Regions from separate parts of the Mus musculus genome. Here regions 2 and 3 are each linked to region 1. Evidence: chromatin contacts called from public HiCAR-type and promoter capture Hi-C data. All regions are on one chromosome and are shown on one strand. Each heading gives the region's core, a stretch centred on a gene start, on an enhancer-like site or on the middle of the called end of the contact. The rest is flanking DNA. Distances are from core to core; before and after follow the strand shown.

Evidence for each region. Promoter capture Hi-C pulls out the DNA fragments that hold promoters and counts their contacts. HiCAR-type assays count read pairs that join an accessible place to other places.
Region 2: a promoter capture Hi-C map of hippocampal neurons shows a contact between it and region 1, with 20 times the contacts expected there. The contact joins the enhancer-like site here to the promoter of 1700010I14Rik in region 1. A contact is called at or near these places in 10 of 39 promoter capture datasets (the 3T3-L1 cell line, 3T3-L1-derived adipocytes, cranial neural crest and 5 more), 1 of 115 datasets of contacts at active chromatin or transcription factors (astrocytes) and 1 of 9 other capture datasets (adipose tissue).
Region 3: a contact with region 1 is called in a HiCAR-type map of astrocytes, with 6 times the contacts expected there. The contact joins the enhancer-like site here to the promoter of 1700010I14Rik in region 1. A contact is called at or near these places in 5 of 39 promoter capture datasets (the 3T3-L1 cell line, cranial neural crest, embryonic stem cells and 2 more), 1 of 115 datasets of contacts at active chromatin or transcription factors (astrocytes) and 1 of 9 other capture datasets (liver).

What each region holds. Positions count from the first base shown.
Region 1 is chr17:8,985,839-8,990,097 of GRCm38.p6, reverse strand. 1700010I14Rik (RIKEN cDNA 1700010I14 gene) reads right to left here and starts at 1,765. Exons shown (of 10, transcript NM_025851.3): 1 at 1,677-1,765. The coding sequence starts at 1,701. Pde10a (phosphodiesterase 10A) reads right to left here. Exons shown (of 22, transcript NM_011866.2): 22 at 3,450-4,259.
Region 2 is chr17:11,970,920-11,975,178 of GRCm38.p6, reverse strand. All of the region lies in intron 9 of Prkn (parkin RBR E3 ubiquitin protein ligase), which reads right to left. Gm46604 (a long non-coding RNA gene) reads left to right here. Exons shown (of 6, transcript XR_001782243.2): 3 at 2,294-3,748. Among named protein-coding and RNA genes, the nearest start is that of Gm52293, 58 kb to the left of the region's middle. Within about 2 kb of position 2,323, at least 30 of the 459 cell types and tissues checked have an H3K27ac peak or open chromatin away from gene starts, as enhancers often do. A contact at or near this core is called in hippocampal neurons, where this site is marked.
Region 3 is chr17:11,725,584-11,729,842 of GRCm38.p6, reverse strand. All of the region lies in intron 7 of Prkn (parkin RBR E3 ubiquitin protein ligase), which reads right to left. Among named protein-coding and RNA genes, the nearest start is that of Gm41525, 63 kb to the right of the region's middle. Within about 2 kb of position 2,507, at least 5 of the 459 cell types and tissues checked have an H3K27ac peak or open chromatin away from gene starts, as enhancers often do. A contact at or near this core is called in astrocytes, where this site is marked.

The sequences.
Region 1 (4,259 bases), core at 516-3,015:
TTGGGGAGGAAAAGGTTTATTCGGCTTACACTTCCATACTGCTGTTCATCACCAAAGGAAGTCAGGACTGGAACTCAAGCAGGTCAGGAAGCAGAAGCTGATGCAGAGGCCATGGAGGGATGTTAATTACTGGCTTGCTTCCCCTGGCTTGCTCAGCGTGCTCTCTTACTACCAGACTACCAAGACTACCAGCCCAGAGATGGTCCCACCCACAAGGGGCCTTTCCCCCTTGATCACTAATTGAGAAAATGCCTTACAGTTGGATCTCATGGAGGCATTTCCTCAACTGAAGCTCCTTTCTCTGTGATAACTCCAGCTGTGTCAAGTTGACACAAAACTAGCCAGTACACCACCTCAGCCCATTTAAGAAAACCTCTCAGGGCATGGCCACAGGGCAACCTCATTTAGACAATTTCTTTTCAGAGCTCCTTTGTGAATTTATTTTGTGTCAGGTTGATAATCAAAATTAACTATCCCCTTGGTGTCTGTGTTGTAGGGTTTTATAGGGGGGATACCTCTCTCCAAGGTACTGACCAACACACACATGCACACCATACATGCAAAAACTAGACCAGCCTCAGAAGGGTCATAAAAGTCCAGGTTCAGGAAGCTCTACAGATACTGGTCTCCAATGTACCTCAGCAGACATGAGCCACATGCTTACTCTAATGACAAGAGACCATGTCTCCCAGCAGATGTCCTGCCAATGGCCTGGCTCTGAGCCTTGTGTGTGTTGAGTGTCTAGCATGCGGGCTGACCTGGCTAAGCACAACTGAGGCTGTTACCAGTTAGCCTCGTCACTCTCAAGGGACATCTGCAGTGTTGTCAGTGTCCCATCAATGTCAATGACCTCCACATCACTGCATGTGGATATGGGGGTTGGCTGTGCACTAGGACAGTAGACTTGCAACCTGTTGCTCTAGCAATATTCCCTGAGTGAACTCTGCCTCTCAATACTGGTGGTGTCACTTAGAGCTAGACTGTTAGGTTGTTAGATTTATTACATGTGAGCTGTTCCCTACTTTTATTATGTGTGGACAATCATCTATGTATTCGAAACAGACACCTGCTTGCCTGCCTGCCTCTCTGACCTGTAAGTCACATACCAAGAGAGCGGTGTGGTACAGGAAGTTTTGCAAAACTCTCAGCTTCAAAACAAAAAGCACTGAACGAGTATGGTGAGCCCCTCCATCCCTTTCCCTCCAAGGTACTTTTACACACACACACTCCATACGCCTTTACACACATCCTATAACACACATACCAAGGTGATAGTTACTTTTGATTATCAGTCTGACACAAAATAGAATCCAGGAAGGAACTCTCAAAAGAAATTGTCTAGATGAAGTTGTCCTGTGGCCATGACCTGAGGGGTTTTCTTAAATGGGCTGAGGTGGGAAGACCCACTCTGTTTCCTGGCGGGGTCCTGGAGCTGAGTGGAGAAATGGTGCGCGTGTGTTCTTTGCTCTCTGTTTCCGGTTGAGGACAGAAGTAGCCAGCTTCCTTAAGCTTCTGAAAGGTCTGAGTCGCTGGGTCCAAGCAAACCCTCCTGATCCAGGAGCTGACTTCCTGCCACCAGAAAGGTTTTTACTTTCAAAACCACTTCTGAGAAACCAGCTTTCCTGGACAAACATCAACCGGGTCAAAACCCACAAAAATAGAGGCAGACCACTTACAGTCAGGTTCCTGATCCTCAGCCATTGCCCCTCTGGTCGGCTCGCTGCCAACGGAAGCTGCAGTTGCCAACGGAAGCTGCAGTTGCCAACGGAAGCTGCAGTTGCCATGGAAACAGTAAATATTCCTAGCCCCTCCCCCTCAGTGTAACTCTGGCGCCCGGCCACAGGGTGGCAGAATAACAGAATAGCCAGGAGTCTGCCACCTTCCCCAGCCAGGTCTGGGAGCCCTGGAGGGATGCTCACTGGTTTTACTTTGCAAAACAAAACTAGGCAAGATTCATTACAGAGCATGGGACAAAAGATAACTGGTGTCCCCAGTGAATGTGCCCCCGCTGCAGTCCTTGGTTCTAGACGCAAGAACCAGAGCACACGGGATGCTAAAGAGGAGGGCTGAGGTGTTTCTGGACACGCGATAGGGTCACCAACTCAGATCCTCGAGTTCAGACAGAAAGGGAAGAACTCTGGTTTGCACAAGGCATGTGCTAGTAAGAGCGGCACCTCCCCTACTTCTGGAAAATGTTAATCTCCCCCCCCCCCCCACCCTACGGCCGAAAAAAAAATTCTTCCAAATCATGGCTTATGTCAGCGTAATCATTCTATCCCTTAGGTGACAAAAATCAGAACGTCAAGGGTCAAATATGTGTCGATTCTTAAGAATATAGTAAAACCCATATTCCCTCCTATTGTTTAGTCGTCTATCAAAGTGATTGAAGGAGAAGTATATTCAATTATTATCACTGCAACGACCTGTCAAAACTAAGGTGGATTTTTGTGGAAGCAAATCCCTGGCTCACTGCCCATGTTGTCCCCACGTGGGGGAGGGGGTGGCTCCTGAAGGCAGAGGAATGGAAGGACCAGACACCTGCGTTCACCCAGGGAAGAGTTTTGAGCAGCAATGGCTAAGTGCTATGGAAAGCCAGGAAGAACAGAGTTGCACCTAGTCCCAGGTGACCTATAACCTTAACCTATGACTCGGGCAGTGAATTCTGACCCTTTCAGCCTGGTTTGATATGAAAGGGAACTAGCAACTTTTCCACAGTGCCAGGCTGGAACCCACTCTTCAGAGGCAAACGAATGCCCTACCACCGAGCCACACACCCTGACCCCTTCCCCGTGAGGCTCAGGGCAGAGATGGTGGTGTTGGAGGAGGTAGAGCACATGTACACACAGTCTACCTCTGTCTTGGGTTTCTATTGCTGTCATAAACACTATCACCAAAAGCAACTTGGGAAGGAGGGTGTTTATTTCAGTTTACTCTGACCTTGAAGGAAATTGGAACTCAAACTGGGCAGAAACCTGGAGGCAGGAGCTGATGATGCAGAAGGCCACAGAGGAGTACTGCTTACTGCCTTGCTTCCTGTGGCTTGCTCAGGCTCATTTATTCCACAGTCGGGACCACCGGCCTAGGGTGTGGCACCACCCATAGTGGACCCTTCCATATCAATCACTAATCAAGGAAAATGTCTCACAGACTTGCCTACAAGTGAGTTACTATGGCATTTTCTCAGCTGAGGTTCCTCTTTCCACATAACTCTAGCTTGTGTGAAGTCAACAAAAACTAACCTGATAGGAGCAGGAAACAGATTTAACACTTATACTGAGAAGCTGGCCTCTGGCTCCTTTCTGGAGAGCAAGTGTTTTCTCAGCTGCATTTCATACAGACTGTGTTGACTCTCAGCCAAACAGTGTCTGTGGGAAGATCTGGCTGCCACCTATGGACAGCTTCTCTGGGCATCTGTCGCCTTCCCCACAAACGAGAGCAAACTTGAGAGATGATATTTTAAAAATGTTGTATTCAATTATTCACACCAAAGAATATCCATTAAAATTATGAACATTTCTAAATATATTTCATGTATCATACATATATATATACTTTATATGTATAATTACATATCCACAAAAGATTTCTTACTTCTTTAAGCATGTGAATAGAACAAAGATAGAGATTTTTGCAATGTAACACCCATATATGCATATATACTGGCTGTTTGAATTATGAATTTATTTACACCTTGTCTGAGTTATAATAAATGATTAATGTTCTATTATACAAACATAACAGTAAAGTTTTTTTAAATACAAAGACTGCAAATGAATACATGAAAAATTACACACATGTACAATATTTATAATTTATAAATGCAAAGATAAGACCTCTTTAAATTATTGCACTTGCGCACTTTACAAAGATTTTTTTTATGTCATACATATAAAATCATCTTTTTTTTTTGGAATTTACTAACTCATCAACTATAATAATGTTGGATATCATAAGCTTGAAATTCTTTCTTTCCCCTTCAAAAGAGAGCCCATTAAGGCTTTGGCTGCAGACCCATCCACTGAGGATCAGTTGCTGGGACCTGTGCCCCTGCTCCAGCAGGTGTTGGCCAGCAAGGAGGTTGTCCCTATGGCCTCTGAGGTGTCTTGGCTGGGTGTGGATGGCGGCGGACCTCTTTTGTTACTGTGTTCCTGTGGAGAAAGCTGCTCTCCTTGGAAAGAATCCAGACGCTGCGTTTGTTCTTATGTTAAGTGTTTCACAGTGTTCTGGGCAAGTACGTGATTTTTAAATAGGTGGGGCAC
Region 2 (4,259 bases), core at 1,074-3,573, 3.0 Mb before region 1:
TGTGGCCGTTCCTCCACTGTGAACACCAGAGGGCAGCAGTGTCTGGCTCTTTTGATCCCCAAAGCATTTCAAATGTGTTCTAGAACTGGTACCCGGTGCACAGATAGTACCCAGTAAGGATGGATTGGCTGAGCAGATGAGGTAAGGGATGCTGGAGAACCTAGGCAGCCTGACACATACAAACACAGCAAAGAACTGCTCTTTTTCTGTCTCCTCTCCACCCGGTCCACCGCTGCCTGCTCTCTCACAAAGATGAGCTTTTTACATTAGCTCATAATGATGACAAAGGCTTCCTGAGTCTAATGGACTGGAGCAAGAAGGAAGGTGGTCTCCTTGGGTACTCTCATTATCCCTCTGAGAGAGCAGAAGCATCCATGATCTGGCTGTGTCTATGAGTGAGGTTTTCAATGCTATGTATATTCTGATGGAGGTGTGCTGTCATGCTGACAGGCTCCAACCCCTCCTGCCGGGGCTCATCCTTTGAAGGTCTTGCCTGTCTACACGCACAGCATGTGTTGGATATATAGGGGGGGGGAGATGGATGGGATGTATGGCATTGGAAGCCATGTCTGTAGAAGAAGCAATGAGAAATGAGAGGGGAGAGGGAGAGGGAGAGGGAGGGAGAGAGAGGAGAGAGAGAGAGAGAGAGAGAGCTATGAGCCAGGGAACCAGTGGGGCCAGCAACTCTGCCTCCTCTCCTGAGCCTTGAACAGATTGTGTTTGCTGGTGCACAGTTTTGATGGCAACCAGGTCTTACTTGTTTGCCTATGAAAACCATCTGATGGCTTCATGACCACGTGTCCCCGATTCAATCTGTGACTCAAAGAATATGAACTGACCTTCTCATGTAATGCTGAGGATGGGATTTGTTCATAAGAGGAGGAAGAGAAAATGAAGCTGTGTTGTTCCCAGGAGCTGGGGGGGGTGGGGGGGGTGGGGGGGGGTTCCTTAGGCATAAGAAAGTTGAAGTCATTGGCCTTTGTGATTCCCAGGTATTGGAGACTTTATCTGTCAATCAAATGTTTCAACCACCTCTGGGTTTTAACAGCCAGACTCATTGGATGGAAAGTGTGTGTTGTGTTTTGTAAACTGGCAGTATAATAGGGCAGGAGGGAGCACCTCAGAGGGGCAGCTAAGGTGTTCCCCCGAGGGATCACCACCAGGCAACAGGCCTTGTACAAAAGGAGGTTTATTGGGGGGAATGGAGGGGCACCTGGAAAGAGGGAAAGGCAGAGCAACGAAGGGGGTAGAGAAGGACAGAGAGAGAAGAGAGAGGAAGGAAGGACAGAGAGAGGAAGAGGAGACAAGGCTGGCCAGGGACATGTGGGGAATTAGGAGAATAGAAGGTGGAGATAGAGAAGGGCACACACACATGAAGGGGGGGGCAGAGAGAGAGAAAGAGAGGGAGGGAAGAGGGAGTTGGAGTAGGTGAGCAGTCCTCCTTACACACCAGGTTGGCTTGCACCTGGCAGGCAGCTATGCAAGCTGTTGCTAGGTAGCTCTTGGGTGGAGCCTAGCAGAATTATCCCTAAGCCAACGGCGCAGGCTTTTGTAAATTAACAATGTGCAATAAATTCCCCGGGCACAGGGCCCTGGGTGAAGCTTAGCCAAGGACAGAGAGAAACTTGGCTTTTCTGCCCTCAATCTAGCTGCTGGGTTTGCCCCTGACCCACAGCAGTGTGACCTATCAGGGGTCTCAGAAACCCTGGGGACTGCAGCCACCTCTCATGGGATCCAGCCAACTTCATGGGCACCTGGCAGAGGGTAACAAGACGAGTATGTAGCCACCTGTATAGCTACTGCGTCTAGACCGGCTTATTCTCACTGAACAGCCGGGGGGCTGGTAGCTGTCCTGAGAAGACATCGGACAGATCCATGGAAATGCTTAAATCTCAAGGCTGCCGAAGCAGGGTGGGGGATTAACTTTGGAAATGTTGCTATGTAAATGGTTTAAATGAACAGTGCCTTTGGAGCAGCCTCTGCTGATCGATCTGTTTAACCAAAGGAGAGAAGAAAAATTGGTGACTGAAGCCAAAATTCTTACTTGGCACCAGCACAGAAGAACCTGCAACAGACAAGCCGGTTTGTCAGAAACCCCAGGGATTTCCGACTTACCTTTGTCCAGAAATGTCCTCTGCCTCTATCTACCTGTCTGTCTCTGTGTCGTTTTAGTTTTTTTTTTTTTTTTCAACTCTAGTGTTACCTCTTTCCTCTCTCAAACAGAAGCATTTGACATTATTTTGGGCGGTCATATAACAACTGAGAACAGTTGCTTTTTTTTTTTTTCCTACAGATACGTATTACTCTGATCTACCTATAGATGTCACTGTTCATTTATGACAAATCATCCCCGGAGCTCAGGCAATTACCTCGGCTAAAATAACAAGCGTGTTTTCTGGAAATAAAATAACCAGCAAGTACCGAGAGAGAGGCATTTTCTCTCGCAGGTGTCTCCAAATCAAAGCTGAGGTGCGAACAACAATTCACTCTTTCTCCAGGCCTCCCACACAGTGTTTGCTTCCAGAACTTCAGCACCGCAGTGAGAGCTAGCTCTTCCTGGCCTGGCAGTCCCTCAGCCCTAACTGCCTGACCCCATAAGCATTTCCTACTTGTTTTAGCTTGTGAAGGACGCTGGCGTTCTGAGAGACAGGAAGTAGAGTTATACTGTATTTCAATATAAACAAAAAATTCTGCTACCCATTGCTGCCTACCGAGAACACATATACCATGGATGTTGAAATGGATGGAATGTTTCAGTAAGTCTCTAATAATAAGGGAATGTAAGCACAGCATTTATACAACAGACAGAGACTTGTATATTCACCCAGTGACTCATGCATGATAATGGTTGTTAGTGCTGTTATTTAGATAACCAAATAATTGGGCTCCTTTATGGAGGATGATATGTTAGACATAGTCTATCCTTATCCATACATTATCTTACTTGGGTAAATGGTTTAAATGGAATTATACCATATGGAGTGATAACCCCTCTCCCCCATCCCCATTCCATAAACTATCTGATGGAAATGAGAATGAGAGACGATGAAAACCTCCCTTTCAGTAGCTGCTGAGGGCGACCCAAGAGGCCTCCCAAATGGTACAGGTTATTGCTGTCACCCATGGTTGCCTCCTGGAACTTGAAGGTAAGAGCCTGGTGGTGAAGACACTACACACTTTGGATACGGAACTCAGAGGGGCTGAGCTGGTTCTGACCTGGTAGAATACCCCATCCCTGAAGGCTGCCTTTTATAGTATTGCACGGTGCAAGTTGCCAAGGAGGAGGAACAGCCAGTAGTCCTACCCAGACGTGAAGTCTAAGAAGCATGTCGATGACTAGTGGGGCACTTGATATGTTATGGTGTAATCATGGCACGTACACCACAGGGTTAACCAATGGCTATCTCCGTGGATTTAAGGCCTGCACAATAGGCTCACTAAGACCTGTTCATGCCTGTAAAATCTAGCCAACTACCCACAGCCAGAGAGGTTGTATATTTGAGAAGAGAACCCATGCTGGCATTTTCCTAAATCAATATATCTTCTTACGGTGTCCTAAATTCTTACCATTGTACCCTTCATTGAACAAGCTTCTTTTGCAGAGCGTGGAAATGACTACAGAGATTCACTACTGCTCAAGATGCAGAGAACGGGTAACTGTGGTGTGCCCAGTGCCCACTGGTGTATCTCCAACCAACCCCTACACCCAAGGCTCAGGGAAGATCTATATAGAGGAGGGAGAAGGAAGGTAAGAGCCAGAGGATTTGGAGTTTTTTTTTTTTTTTGTTTGTTTTTTGAGATAGCATCTTATTTGTTTATTTATTTTATGTATGTAAGTACACTGTAGCTCTCTTCAGACACACCAGAAGAGGGCATTGGATCCCACTATAGATGGTTGTGAGCCACCCTGTGGTTGCTGGGACTGAACTCAGGACCTCTGGAAGAGCAGTCAGTGCTTTTAACCACCAAATCACCACTCCAGCCTGATAGCATTTTTTTATATGATAATAAGCTGCAAGGATGAAATGCCTAAACCAGATCTGCATAATGACCCCAGCAGCCAACATGCCAATGGGAGTGGGGAAATTACACAAGGTCCCATCCTTAGATGAAAAAAACTGTGGCCGCCAATGGCTGCTGAGGAAGAGAGAATCAGTTTCCTTCAGGGACTTTGCCCTCTGATAGATTTTCCAGTCCCAAGTGGTCAGCAGCAAACCCTTGTACATAAGAGTAACATTAGGTGAATTTAGAGGAACACC
Region 3 (4,259 bases), core at 1,258-3,757, 2.7 Mb before region 1:
ACAATACATACATGCACACACAGGCACACATAGATAGACACACACATATACCCACACAGACACACAAACTCACACACAAACTTATACACAGTCCTACACACACATATATACATATACAAACACATACACACATAAATATATACACAGACATGCTCACACACATACATATAGACTGCTAAGTTCATTTAGTGTTGTTCATGCACTGTTTTAATTAGGGTTTGCATTGCTATGAAAAGGCACCATGACCACAGCAACTCTTATAAAGGAAACCATTTAATTGGGGCCGGTGTACAGTTCCAAGGTTCTATCCATTATCAACATGATGGGGAGCATGGCAGCAGGCAGGCAGATGTGATACTAGAGAAGGAGCTGAGAGTTCTACATCTGGATCCACAGGCAGCAGAGGGAGATTCTGACACTGGCTAGACTTGAGCCTATTCCCTATGGGCCAAGCATTCACATATAGGAGTCTGTGGGGCCATTCTTATTCAAACCACCACATATGTGTATATTTAGGCCTGGCTGAGATCGTGTTTCCAATCATTGGCTCATTCCTAGAGAAGACCTAGTCTCTGTCTCTCAGTGGCCATTAACTTGCTGTGGTTCTTCCTTAATCCACATTCATCCGGGGACCTTTTCATTGATCGTGTAACCTGGAATTTGATAGATCAGTGATTAAGGAGGAAGTGAAAGCCCAGCACAGTTCCCAGGACCAGCCATTCCCGGAGTTTGTAAAGACCCACGCCTTCTGCTGGACCGTCGGCAAGGCTGACTGACTAGAGCTTCAGGAATGGTGGGGAATGATGGGTTGGAATGATGCGGGCCAGTGCCTGACCACAACTTAGCTTTGGCACCATTAACAGTTTTGCCCACCTCTGTCGCTGACCCAGCATCACACGGCGTTATGGGAGGCCTCCCAGGTACCCTTTTCTCAACACTTTTCCCACATTGGCTCCTCACCAACACCTCTCCAAGGCTTTGAGGTGCCCACCACCCCAATTTCCCTTCTTTATCGGTTCTACTTTCTTCTTTTTTAAGATCAAAAGAGACACCATCTCCTCGTATCACCCCGGGTTTCCTGGGCAACACACCTAGAATTGTTCTAATGTGTTTACACCACTTTTACCCAAGTGAAAATACCTTAATGAAAGGAATCTGGGGCATTTTATGACTTGCAAAATTACAGGAATTGATGCAAAACAGAGCTCAGGAGCCAAAGCAAATGTGTATTCATTAAGGGATATTTGCAGTTACAGCGAGCTGAGTGGGCTTGTGTTCTCTGGTTGAACATGATAAAGGACTGTAGATTACCTCAGCATCATTTCAGACAAAGCCACTTAAGACACTAATTACACCACCAAGGAACTTGGCTCCCTCATCCCCAGAGTCTGACAAAGCCAGCTTTTTCCAAGGAATGTTCCTCGCTGTTTGTGTGCCCCCCTTGCCTCACAGAATTCAGTCAACCATGCCCCACAGAAAGTAGATTTCTGTAAGTCCTCAAAGTCCCTGAAAAATAGTCTACTGTGGGGCTACACAGTGAGTTCCAGGCCAGTCTAGGCTATATAAGACCCTGCCTGAAATGAAATAGAATTATGAGTATGGCTAGCATCTCCTTAACTTTAGTCATAGATGTTGTGATGGTTAATAGTGACTGCCAATTTAACAGGACCTAGGGTCACCTGGGAGACAAACCTCTGGGAATAACTATGTGTCTATGTTGGGTTAACTGAGGTTTGCAAGGCATACACCAGATGTGGGTGGCACTTACATGGACTGGGCAGTGATCCCAGAAGGAATAAAAGATAGGACACGAGCTGAGTACCAGAATCCATCTCTGCTTCCCGACTGTGGATGCAATGTGACCAGCTGCCACGGGCTCCTGCCCCATGTCTTCCCCACTGGGATGGTTTGTATCTTAGAAATGGAAACCAGAATGCCTTTCCTTCATTCCTTAATTAAAGTTTGTCAGCATTTGGTCACAGCATCAGGAAAAGTAACAAATATAGATGTAAGGTATTGGAATTTGAAGAGAAGCTGAATTTAATAGAATCTCACTTATTAAGAAATAGTATCATTATTCCCCCCTCCCCCCGCCCAATTATTTCCAGTAGCAAGTCACTCTTGGCAGCTAGGAAAGTTTGCTGACCGTTCAAAGGCACATTAAGGAAACAAGGAGGATGCTTTAAGAAGCCTTTTGCTACACACCACTCTCGTCTCAAAGGGGATGAAAGATTTTTTATTCTGAGGCAAATAGGAGAGAGCATGGCCTGAGAACACGGATTTAGGTTACCATGTAGCATGGCTGTGGTTTCATGAAGCTTTTACAGAAAGAGAGCAAATGAGGTTGGTCATAGAAAAATGCACTTTCAAAGACAATGGTGGGAAATTCAGGCAAGCAGTCTCAGCAAGCAGGAACATCTCTGCCACGGGCCTCAGATGCTGTCTGGCCACATTCTTAGCCTCTTGTTTGGTGGAAGCTAGTAGTCTGTGAAGTTAATAAGTTCCAGCAAGCTTTGCCAGCTAGTCACAAGGGTTATTATGTTGGCACTGTGTAACCCAACTTGGACCACTGCTTTCAGGTTTCTGTTCTCTTTTTCTGTAGAGTGGCAGCATGAAGCCAAGGTTGCTGTGACATTTTAGAGACCTGGAATAAGTGGGAGAGTGTCCCAGATTGTTACATGGTAACTTCTAGTGATCTCAAAAGGGCTGAAATCCACCCATGTCTCAGAGGCAAGCTCCAGCTCCAGGGCACTCAGTGGGGAAGGCAGTGAGTTATTTGGATTCTTGGTTTTTATAACTGTTTGGATACCTAATCTCACCATACCAACCAATGAAGCTTCTATCAGCTACTGAAAGATGTTGCCTCTTATGGAGAAGCTGCTATTCCAGACATAGTTTCAACTCCAGACCTGAAAACACAACTCAACTGAAAACACAGTTTAAACTCTGGACAGTTTCAACACTAGTCACAGTTTTAATCTCAGACACAATGTTTCTTCCTGTTCTAAGTCCCTCTACATCTCATTCTTGAGGTGCTAAATTATATTTTGGAGGCCAAAAGTGAAGAATCTGCATTTTTTATTGGAAATAGTTTTATTTTTTAAATCTTTTAAAAGTGGAACTTGAGAAAACACGTTTTCAATATAAGCTCAAAAGATAATTTATCCACCATTTTGTAACTTGATGAAAATGACCTACCAATTCCCTATTACATAGCTAGCACAGTGGCTGTGGCCCCAGACCTACCAATTCCCTATCACATAGCTAGCACAGTGGCTGTGGTCCCAGACCTACCAATTCCCTATCACATAGCTAGCATAGTGGCTGTGGCCCCAGACCTACCAATTCCCTATCACATAGCTAGCACAGTGGCTGTGGTCCCAGGCTATAGAGACAGATCCAGCTTCTAATTCTGACTTAGCTACTACCTGCTGTAACAGGATTTGGAAAGTACTTTCACTTCCTTGAGACTCAGGCCTTTCTTCCATGAAGTGGGTACAACCATAGTAAGTTAACAACCCCACTTCAGTATAAAGCGAGATCATCAGTAAACAGTACTTGGTACCATAGAATTCAGAGTTCATCAAAGTGATCAGGTCTGGAAACATATCTTTGGTTACAAACCTGGACCAACATCAATTATCTAAGGTAAGAAAACCTTTAAACTTCATTCTATTATTGCCAAAAAAAAATACATTATTAAGCTTCTAATAAATCATGAAGGATGGCTACTCAATACTTATTGATAACTTTGGGTAGAACTTCCTTACAGTGTGGGCTAGAGGACTTACATGTACATTATGTAGACATGTATATATATGCACATACATTGCACAGGCACCTGCACGTAATATAAATCTATATATCCAAAGGCATGGCCCTGGATGGCAGTGCCAGCCGTGAGACAGTGCATAGAGCCTGATTCCATCTTTTTGTTGACTCCCAGCTTGGAGAGACAAAGCAGGAAGAACCTTTGGCAGCTCCAGCAGCTGATGGCTTGTGTCTCGCATTGGCGACTGTAACAGCTTCTGCAGCCTCGGTGCCAGCAGGACAGAGTCCCATCAGTGTTTTACTGTATCCGAGCAAACACATGGGCCTGAGGCTTGTCCCTGAGGCTGCTGAGGGTGCCTCAAGGGCATGTCTGGAGGAATCCCATGGGGTCCTCTGTGGGCAGGCCAGAGGCACAGGCACAGTCAGGGAAGTTGGGTCATGACCCTATGGTGGCCTCAGGAGGGACCTTCTATCCATCTAGGTGGGCC